Linked DNA regions of Gossypium hirsutum: regions 1 and 3 are each linked to region 2. A link is a contact called in public Hi-C data. All regions are on one chromosome and are shown on one strand. Each heading gives the region's core, a stretch centred on a gene start, on an enhancer-like site or on the middle of the called end of the contact. The rest is flanking DNA. Distances are from core to core; before and after follow the strand shown. Region 1 holds the start of LOC107909695 (glutamate--glyoxylate aminotransferase 2). Region 2 holds the start of LOC107909706 (plant intracellular Ras-group-related LRR protein 3). Region 3 holds the start of LOC107909697 (ARM REPEAT PROTEIN INTERACTING WITH ABF2).

What was found. A called contact is a pair of places that touch in the nucleus more often than the background predicts.
Region 1: a Hi-C map of leaf shows a contact between it and region 2, with 1.6 times the contacts expected there. The contact joins the promoter of LOC107909695 here to the promoter of LOC107909706 in region 2. A contact is called at or near these places in 3 of 34 Hi-C or Micro-C datasets (callus and leaf).
Region 3: a Hi-C map of leaf shows a contact between it and region 2, with 2.7 times the contacts expected there. The contact joins the promoter of LOC107909697 here to the promoter of LOC107909706 in region 2. A contact is called at or near these places in 3 of 34 Hi-C or Micro-C datasets (callus and leaf).

What each region holds. Positions count from the first base shown.
Region 1 is chrD02:60,441,322-60,444,021 of Gossypium_hirsutum_v2.1, reverse strand. It overlaps LOC107909695 (glutamate--glyoxylate aminotransferase 2), which reads left to right and starts at 1,361. Exons shown (of 14, transcript XM_016837320.2): 1 at 1,361-1,872; 2 at 2,424-2,592. The coding sequence starts at 2,476. It also overlaps the pseudogene LOC107907866.
Region 2 is chrD02:60,070,678-60,073,377 of Gossypium_hirsutum_v2.1, reverse strand. It overlaps LOC107909706 (plant intracellular Ras-group-related LRR protein 3), which reads left to right and starts at 1,339. Exons shown (of 3, transcript XM_016837337.2): 1 at 1,339-2,226; 2 at 2,595-2,700. The coding sequence starts at 1,654. LOC107909705 reads left to right here. Exons shown (of 4, transcript XM_041088915.1): 4 at 1-775.
Region 3 is chrD02:60,349,783-60,352,482 of Gossypium_hirsutum_v2.1, reverse strand. It overlaps LOC107909697 (ARM REPEAT PROTEIN INTERACTING WITH ABF2), which reads right to left and starts at 1,416. Exons shown (of 4, transcript XM_041088920.1): 1 at 281-1,416; 2 at 1-279. The coding sequence starts at 1,218.

The DNA.
Region 1 (2,700 bases), core at 112-2,611, 370 kb before region 2:
TAAATGTTTGAGACAGCTGTTATTTAAGGGTGAAGAAGGTGCCCTCTCAATGACAACTAGGTTGCGATCAGCAAGGAAAGGACTTCCTGTGAACCATTGTTCTGGTTTTCGTTCAGTAGGCATAGAATCAGCTTGTGAAGTGGATGGTTCGTATTTAGCTTTGTATTGTTTAATCCATTTCAAAAGCTCTCTGGATATCCAATGGAAATAAGATTATTTGCAGAATTTTAATGCCAACCAATATCCTAACGTTGCAGGTGTATCACGTCAGAGTTTCAGGCTTGAGGTTAATGCAATGGACTATGGTTTTGAACCAACTGATACTCCAAGAACCAATAGATCGGTAAAATTCGAAAATCCTTTTCTATATATCCCCTTCCAACCAACCACCAGAAAGGGTGGAGATGAAACTCCTCTTTGCCTCAGTCTCTTTTGTTTGTTATTTTTGAAAACCTGTTGTCAAATGACCATGTTTGCTATAATATATCAGGTATCGAAGAATATCGAGTTGGGTTTGGCAGCTCTTCGAGGTGAAAAAGGGCCGGCATATGACCGGATTGTTTTGAATGCTGGAATTGTGGATCATTTACTAGGATGTGATGGTGCAGAAGACGAGTCCTTAGCTTTGGAAAGAGCCAAAGAAGCCATTGACAGTGGTAAGGCCCATAAGAGGCTCCTAAATTATATAAAGATGTCGCACAAAGTAAAATAATGAACTTGTATGAAGCACTGCCTGCTTCTCTCTCGCAGTTTTTTGGTCTTTTTCTTAATTAGAGGAGAGAAAGTGGTCTTTTACAGATATCTTTTTTATTTCTGTTTTTTGATAGCATTAAAATTTTGTACCATCTAAAAATTAGTTGCAAATCCAATGTCATTGATTAATTGTTTTTTTCTATATATTTACTATCCTCAAAAGTAATTCTCTTAAAAGAAAGTTTTGAGTTTAGGTAAAATATTTATATATATTATAAATAGAATATATTCATTCATTGTCTTTTTTATTTATTTATACAATATTAGGAATGGGGATGAGATAACACGATTTGAACCCATACCAAATGAACATCCGGTTAACTACTATTTTATACGAGTCAAGATCATCACTTCGTACAAATCAAAATTTATTCATTTATTGTTAATCAATTAAGCTTATTGATTTTGTTATTCCTAATTCGTCTCATCAAATTATATCAATGACTGAGTGTTATGATTATATTGATATCCGTTCATTCCGGGTGAAGTTCCTAGAGCAGCAACATTATCACCAATGAAAAAGGCATTCGCCATCCATCTTAAGACATTTAGCTTTTAATTTTGTCTCTATGCTCAATATAAAAATAAATAAACAACAATGATTGACGTTCTCTAATATTCATAATAATTCATTCATGAAAGTTGACCAAATTACCCTACTACCATTTGCCATAAGATGAGAAAATTCCTCTAAAGAATGGAACATGAACCACACTTGGGAGTTGGTGAGAGCGACCAATGTTGAACATGAGTCCAAAGAAGATGTGAGGGAGTCCCCAAAGGGTTCATTATCTACCAATAACTCACAGTTTGAAGCTACACCACACCTCCTCGATCAATTTTATCCTTTGTGTTTTGATCTTTTTAAGATAAAACACAACATCCCCACATTTTCAAAATAAATCCCTTTTTTCAGTGGCTCTGCTGCTGCCACTGCTTTCAAATCCTTACACATTGCCACATCTTTATATATATCAATTCTTTATTTGTATATATTGCCTTTCCCTGACATGAAAAAGTCTCTGACACTTGCAACACAATAAACTACACATAAAATCTGTGCCTGCCCTTTTCTCTGCACACCTCGGGATATCAGTTTCAACTCCACTCATCCCACGGGTTAGCCTCGTTTAAGGAGTTTTTTTCTGTTCTGCACTTCCCTGTTTAGTTTAAGGTTGAACTGTTTGGATTTTCTGGTAATTCATAATTAATTGAGTTTAGGTCCTGAATTTTACGGATTCTTGGTTTTGGGTATAAGGTAACCGTGTGATTTTGTTGATAGACTATTGATTATTGACTGTTTTCAAACTTCTAAATGCATTTCTATGCCTGGATTTTCTAGTATTCTGGCTTGGCTCCTTATTCACTGATAATTGCATTGATCGCATCGCAAGAAGCTCTCTTTCACTTTATGATTTTCCTTTTAATCCTTTTCATTAATGCATGTTTTCCTATCATATGAACCTTAGAGCCGATGTTTTTTTTTCTTTTCAAATGTTTAGACCCGATTTTAAGATTTAGGATTAGAGCGAATTTATAGTGATTATATTATAACGTTCGAACTGTTTTGCTGATTGTTACTCTCGTATCGGAACTGGAAAGCCAACTAATAAACTTATATGCAAAACCAAAATGTTAAATTGGACTTATGCTTTGTAGTTCTTTTACAGGTTGAGTACCGAGTCCATATATCGTTAAGTTCAAGGAAGGAACTTGGGCATCATGGGTCTTAAGGCATTAGACTATGAGACAATGAATGAAAACGTGAAGAAAGTTCAATATGCAGTTAGAGGTGAGTTGTATCTTCGAGCTTCTGAGCTTCAGAAGGAAGGGAAGAAGGTATGTTTTTCCTGCTTTCTTCTTATTTTATTTCAGCATGCAGCTCTGCTTCGTATGCTGAATTCGCAGAGTTTTATATGTTGGTGCTTTTAGCTTTTGCTATCAACA
Region 2 (2,700 bases), core at 90-2,589:
GTTCCCTTCAATCCAAGACACAAATTGAACAAGTACAATATAGGAGAGAGGACTGTAGATATTGGATTAAATTTAAAAAAAAGTCTCCAACTCCAACTCCAGCTGAGCTGAGTTTTAATTAATTAAAAGAAGTGAGAGGTTGTGACTCCTGATTCAAAGGAAGGGTCGCCAGTGCCCCATACAATCTTGCAGGGATATTGAAGTCGAAAATGAAAGAGTTTGATGATTCTATGTTATCATCTGTTGGGGATAAAGATAAAAGTGGTTTTAAGGTTATCCCTACCATGTGCCCATCTTTTCTTTTTCTCCTCCTAACATGAGTATTAATTATATGATTGATTTCCTTTTTATTTACATCAAACAAGCCATTCTACAGAGGATGCTAATGGAGAAAGCATGAATTTGGGAAGTCTATTTTGGACAAGGAGCGGAGTGGTTCATTATTAAAAAAAGAGAATGGTGTAGCCATCATGGATCCCACATGCGTCTAATCTTCCACTTGAAAGCTATGACCGGCTCTGATATTAGCGACGTTAAAGCCTTTGATTGTTGATAATGGACCAAGAGGCCAGGGTGTGTATGGCTGGCTGGCTGACTCAAATCCTCAAAATACTCATCACGCGTCTGTCTTCTGTGGGATTTATACACAACTTATATATAATTTTGTGTATAATTAGTATTTTAATAATTTCACCCTTATATTTTATGTTCAATAATGTATACCAAATTTTGAGTCAATTAAAATTGTATAATAAAATATTTTAATGTGATGAAATATTGACTATTAAATATATAATGATAAATACCATATTTTAATTGGTATGATAAAGATATTGGATTAGTTCAAAATCTTTAAGGAGAGGATAAATACAATTATTATTAATTGAGTTGTTATAATATAAAGGTAAAAAGAAATTTATAATCTCTCCCAATTTTAAAATTGAACAAATTGGTCATTCTAAAAAAATTAGAGTTATTTAATCTCTGTTAATTTGATCCTAATTTAACAAATTTATTGATTTTTTTAAAAATGAAGGCCCAAATGACAAATAATATAAATATTGAAAGTTAAATTTATTATTATACGAATTAAAATTATGTATAATTGATAGAAGACATTAATGCCGTGATTATTGTACCTTTAAGAATCCACAATGATAAAATGGCTCCAACTTTCTTTTACTAAATATAAATTATGTAAATCAACCTATCTTATTTTATGTAAATCAAGTTTGGTTATAAAACTGGAACTTTAATAATAGAATTGTTCATACGTGATTGATACCCTACCCATAATAATAAAATGTATTGTGGGGGGATGTTGGGTCATCCTATGAAGCCTTTCCTTCCAAAGCCACCAATAAATGAAAAGCCCATTATTAGGAACCCACTGTTAGCTCAGAAATTTAGAACCCAAAGGCACAGTATAGAATGTGATGATGTGAGCAAAGGAAAGCGGTAGACCAGGTCCAGCGCATGCCAGAAGTACCATTTGGCATTCGGCGTTGCGATGCTAACTGCTAACCGAGAGACACTGCTCATCAGCTCCATGAGTCATTGCTGTTCACTACTCTCTCGTCGTTCTCTCACGTCAATGCTCCCCCCCTCCCCCTGACCTTGCTTCCTTCATCTCTGCTTCCTTCAATTACCTTAATGGATCCTAATCTTTCAAAGTTCCCCATTTTGTCCTACATCTTCTCCCAACAAGATCCTTACAATTACCCATCACTCCCTCCCCAAATCCGCCAGGATTTACTCACCCGTTTCCCCCATTTACCCGATCCATCAATCCTTGCTTCACTTTCCCGATCCATCCCCACCTCCGTCACCCAAACCCATTCCCTCCTACGCTCCCTAGGACCTCGGCCCGATCCATCAGCTGTCTCCGCCGCTCGTTCCAAGATTACCCACATTCAAGAAACCCAATCTTCCTTACAGGAGGCCGACATATATAAGACCGTGCTTAGATTGGAAGGCTTGCACGAGGATTATGAGAGACAGTTGACTGAGGTGGAGGAGAATCTGGGTCGTCTGTATTGCTCAGCTGTCGAGCAAATGAACGGCGATGATGAAGTAAATGAGGATGTTGTGAGGATATTGAAAGAAGCTGAGAATGGGGTGGTTGAAAGAGTTGAGCTTTCTGGAAGACAGTTGAGGCTATTGCCTGAGGCCTTTGGTAAACTTTACGGTTTGGTTTATCTCAATCTTTCCAATAACCAGATAGAGGTATTATATGTTTATTTTCATTATCTTTTCTTCTGTTTATGCCAAATTGATCCCAAGGCTTGATGAAATTGCGAAAGCTGTGATGTTTAAACTAAGAACTATAGTAGCCACGTTATGTTCCTTGGATCAACACTATCCCAATTGATAAACTAAATACTTGGATTCTTTCCTTTTTCGCTATTCAATTAAAATTGCTTTATCTCCTGTTCTAAAAGTATGGCGTATTTCATGAGACTGAGGGTATTGGTATTTTTTCTCTGTTTTGCACAAAGAACTGCTGCTTATGGTCTTCACTACTTTACATATGTAAATTGTTTAACTGTATGGGTAGATGCTTATGTACTAGTGTTTTTGTGCTTGAGAACCAGGTCATTCCTGATTCGATTGGAGGACTAAAGAAACTTGAGGAGCTTAATGCATCCTCCAATCATTTGCAACATCTGCCTGACTCCGTTGGTTTGTTGCTTAATCTGA
Region 3 (2,700 bases), core at 167-2,666, 280 kb before region 2:
TCACCTTGTTCCTTCTCCACCAATTTAGCCAAGCAAAGCAATCCTTTTGTCTCAGTTATCCTCCTACTATTTGAAACACTGCCTTTAGCAAGCATCCATAAAGCTTCAGCACAATTAATTTTCAACTGAAGTTTAACTTCAGGCTTCTCATTTTCTCTTTCTTTCCTATGATTTCCTCCCCTACTACTCCCTTCCATATGCAAATTCGAGTAGGAGTTCGAATACGGTCTATAACTATAGTTTCTCGAAGTCGATCCAGCAGAAGAAAATTTCTGATCGAACTATAGAATGAATGCTTTGCTTACCCAACTGTGTCTTAGAATCTTCCACAAAAGTCTCGAACGATAACAAAGTGACCAACGGCCTAATCACATTCTCTCTGGCGAAATCCTCTTGAGCCACAGGGTCATGCTCCGCCATTCTCACCACTAGTTTTGCTACCGGAATTTGAACCTTCATAAGGGAATCTCCCAACACTTGAACCACAATTGGAACCCCCATTTCATCGACAATACTCCTAACTCTTTCCTGCTCGTTTGCTAAAACAAGAAGCGCATTAGCCGCTGCGATTTGGGCATCCGCTGAAGAGCTTTCTTTGAGAAGCTTTAACAAAGGAGGGATGCCGCCTTCTTCGACGGTTATCTTTTTGTTTCGGTCGTTGTCTCGAGCGATAGACGCGAGGTTATTAGCAGCTTCAATTCGATCGGTTAATTGGCCCATTTGGACGGTGGCGATGTAAGACCAAACCCAGGAAATAATCGGGTCGTTGCTAGCGATCGGGGGGAGGGAAAGGAAGATTCCGCTGGCAGTACCGTTGTTCTCGGTGTCGAGGACTCCCATGAGCCACTTCATGTCGCCGATGGAAGCGTCCAGAAGGTTCAACACTTTGCGGAAATCGGTGGCACTCGTGATCCTCACGACTCGACGCAAGATGCTCTGCCTCTTGCACTTTCGGACTAAGGTGAGGGCTCGCTCTAGATTCTTGGAGACCTCGGAGACTACCCGGCGAATCGGGCGTTCGTAGAGGGCTTGAACCGAGGTGGTGGAGCGGACCAGGGTTCGAAGCATTTGGGAAAGCCGATCTACTAGCTTCCCCACCTCCCCACAATCAACTTTAAACGACTCCGCCTCGTCCGCCGCCGCCCGAACTCGCTCAGCTAGCATAATCGGATACGAAAGCTCATCCTCGATTCTTTTCTCCTCCGCCGATCCCATCATCAACTCAATGAGTTAATACGTTTGGTGAGTCCTGGGCGAGTCAAGAAGTAGAAAATCAATCAGCCTTAGCTAGCTGCTACTGACGTTTCTTTTAGGAAGCTCCTCCTCTTCTAGGGAATTGTGCTGTTTTTTTTACACCATTATTGGTATCCCACTTTCCACGCAGCGCGTGAATGGAAAAACAACGATAATAGTAAATGATAATAATAACAAATTAAAATGCACCAAAAGAAGATGACGAGGAGTCAATTGATTAAGTTTTTTACATTTCGTAATAGGAAGGTGAAAAGCACTTGCTCGGAAGCATCACTTGAAAATTATTCCTTCCTTCCTTTTCATTTTCTTTTACTGGTTTCCGGTCAAAGCATTCTTTTCCATCTATTTTTAATTTATATTACTTTAATTTTCCAATTACTTTCGGACCATCTTAATTCATACTGCAACTCAACACATATTCTGATAATTAATACAACTGTAAGACAAGGGTTGGCGTCACATTTTTTAGCCCATATAGACAAAAATATAAAAGAATTATGAGACTGGAAAGAAAGAAAAAACCCTTAGCCGTTGACCCGATGATGTTGTAGAAAAGATAAACAGAGTGATGAAAATTTTGAATTGTTGACCACGCAATTTGTGTTCTATTTTCCGTGCTTAATTACTATTTTATTCATTAGTTTTCTAACAAGTGACTCAGACATTCCTTGACTAAGCAGCCCAACACCCCATCAAATTATTTGATGATGAAATCTATTGAGCAATCTTCTGCAATTAATAAAATAATTGCATTTTTAAGGGAAAAATGGAGTGATAATTTTTACGACCACCAATATACTCAGACAAGAACTATCATTATTATTCAGAGGTTCAAACTACATTACGATTCTTTAACAGTAAGATAGAAATGTTGATGCTTATTTTAGTACTAAATAATATGGGGCATATGGCTCAATTATTGGATCTTTGATGAAAATAATGTTGCTCACTGCTGAACTCCCTTTTGAACATATCAATTCAAAGGCTTAGCAATTATAATGTCTTGGATAGAGTTCGTTGACATATTATTTTCCTTACATGCATACATGGTGGGTAAAGTAGCATGGAGTTGTATGTAGTTAAAGTTTGATTGTATTTTGTTTTTTCTACTTAAAAATTAGATAAATTCATCTTTTTTATTAAAAAAAATTATTTATTTGTACTATTAAAAACTAGTATGAATGACGAAATAACTTGACAATGACATGTGTATGCCACGTATATCTCATACTGACGTATAAGAACCAATTTTTAGCAATAAAAATGAATGAAATTTATAACAAAAAGAATTACTTTGCTTTTTGATATAATGTATATAAACTAATTTGCCTCTTTTTTAATAGAGAAAGAAAAATGCAATCCAACTCTAAATACAAGGACTTTCATGATACTTTTATTATATACGATATTAATTTCTCATCAATTATGCATTCACATCTTATTCAA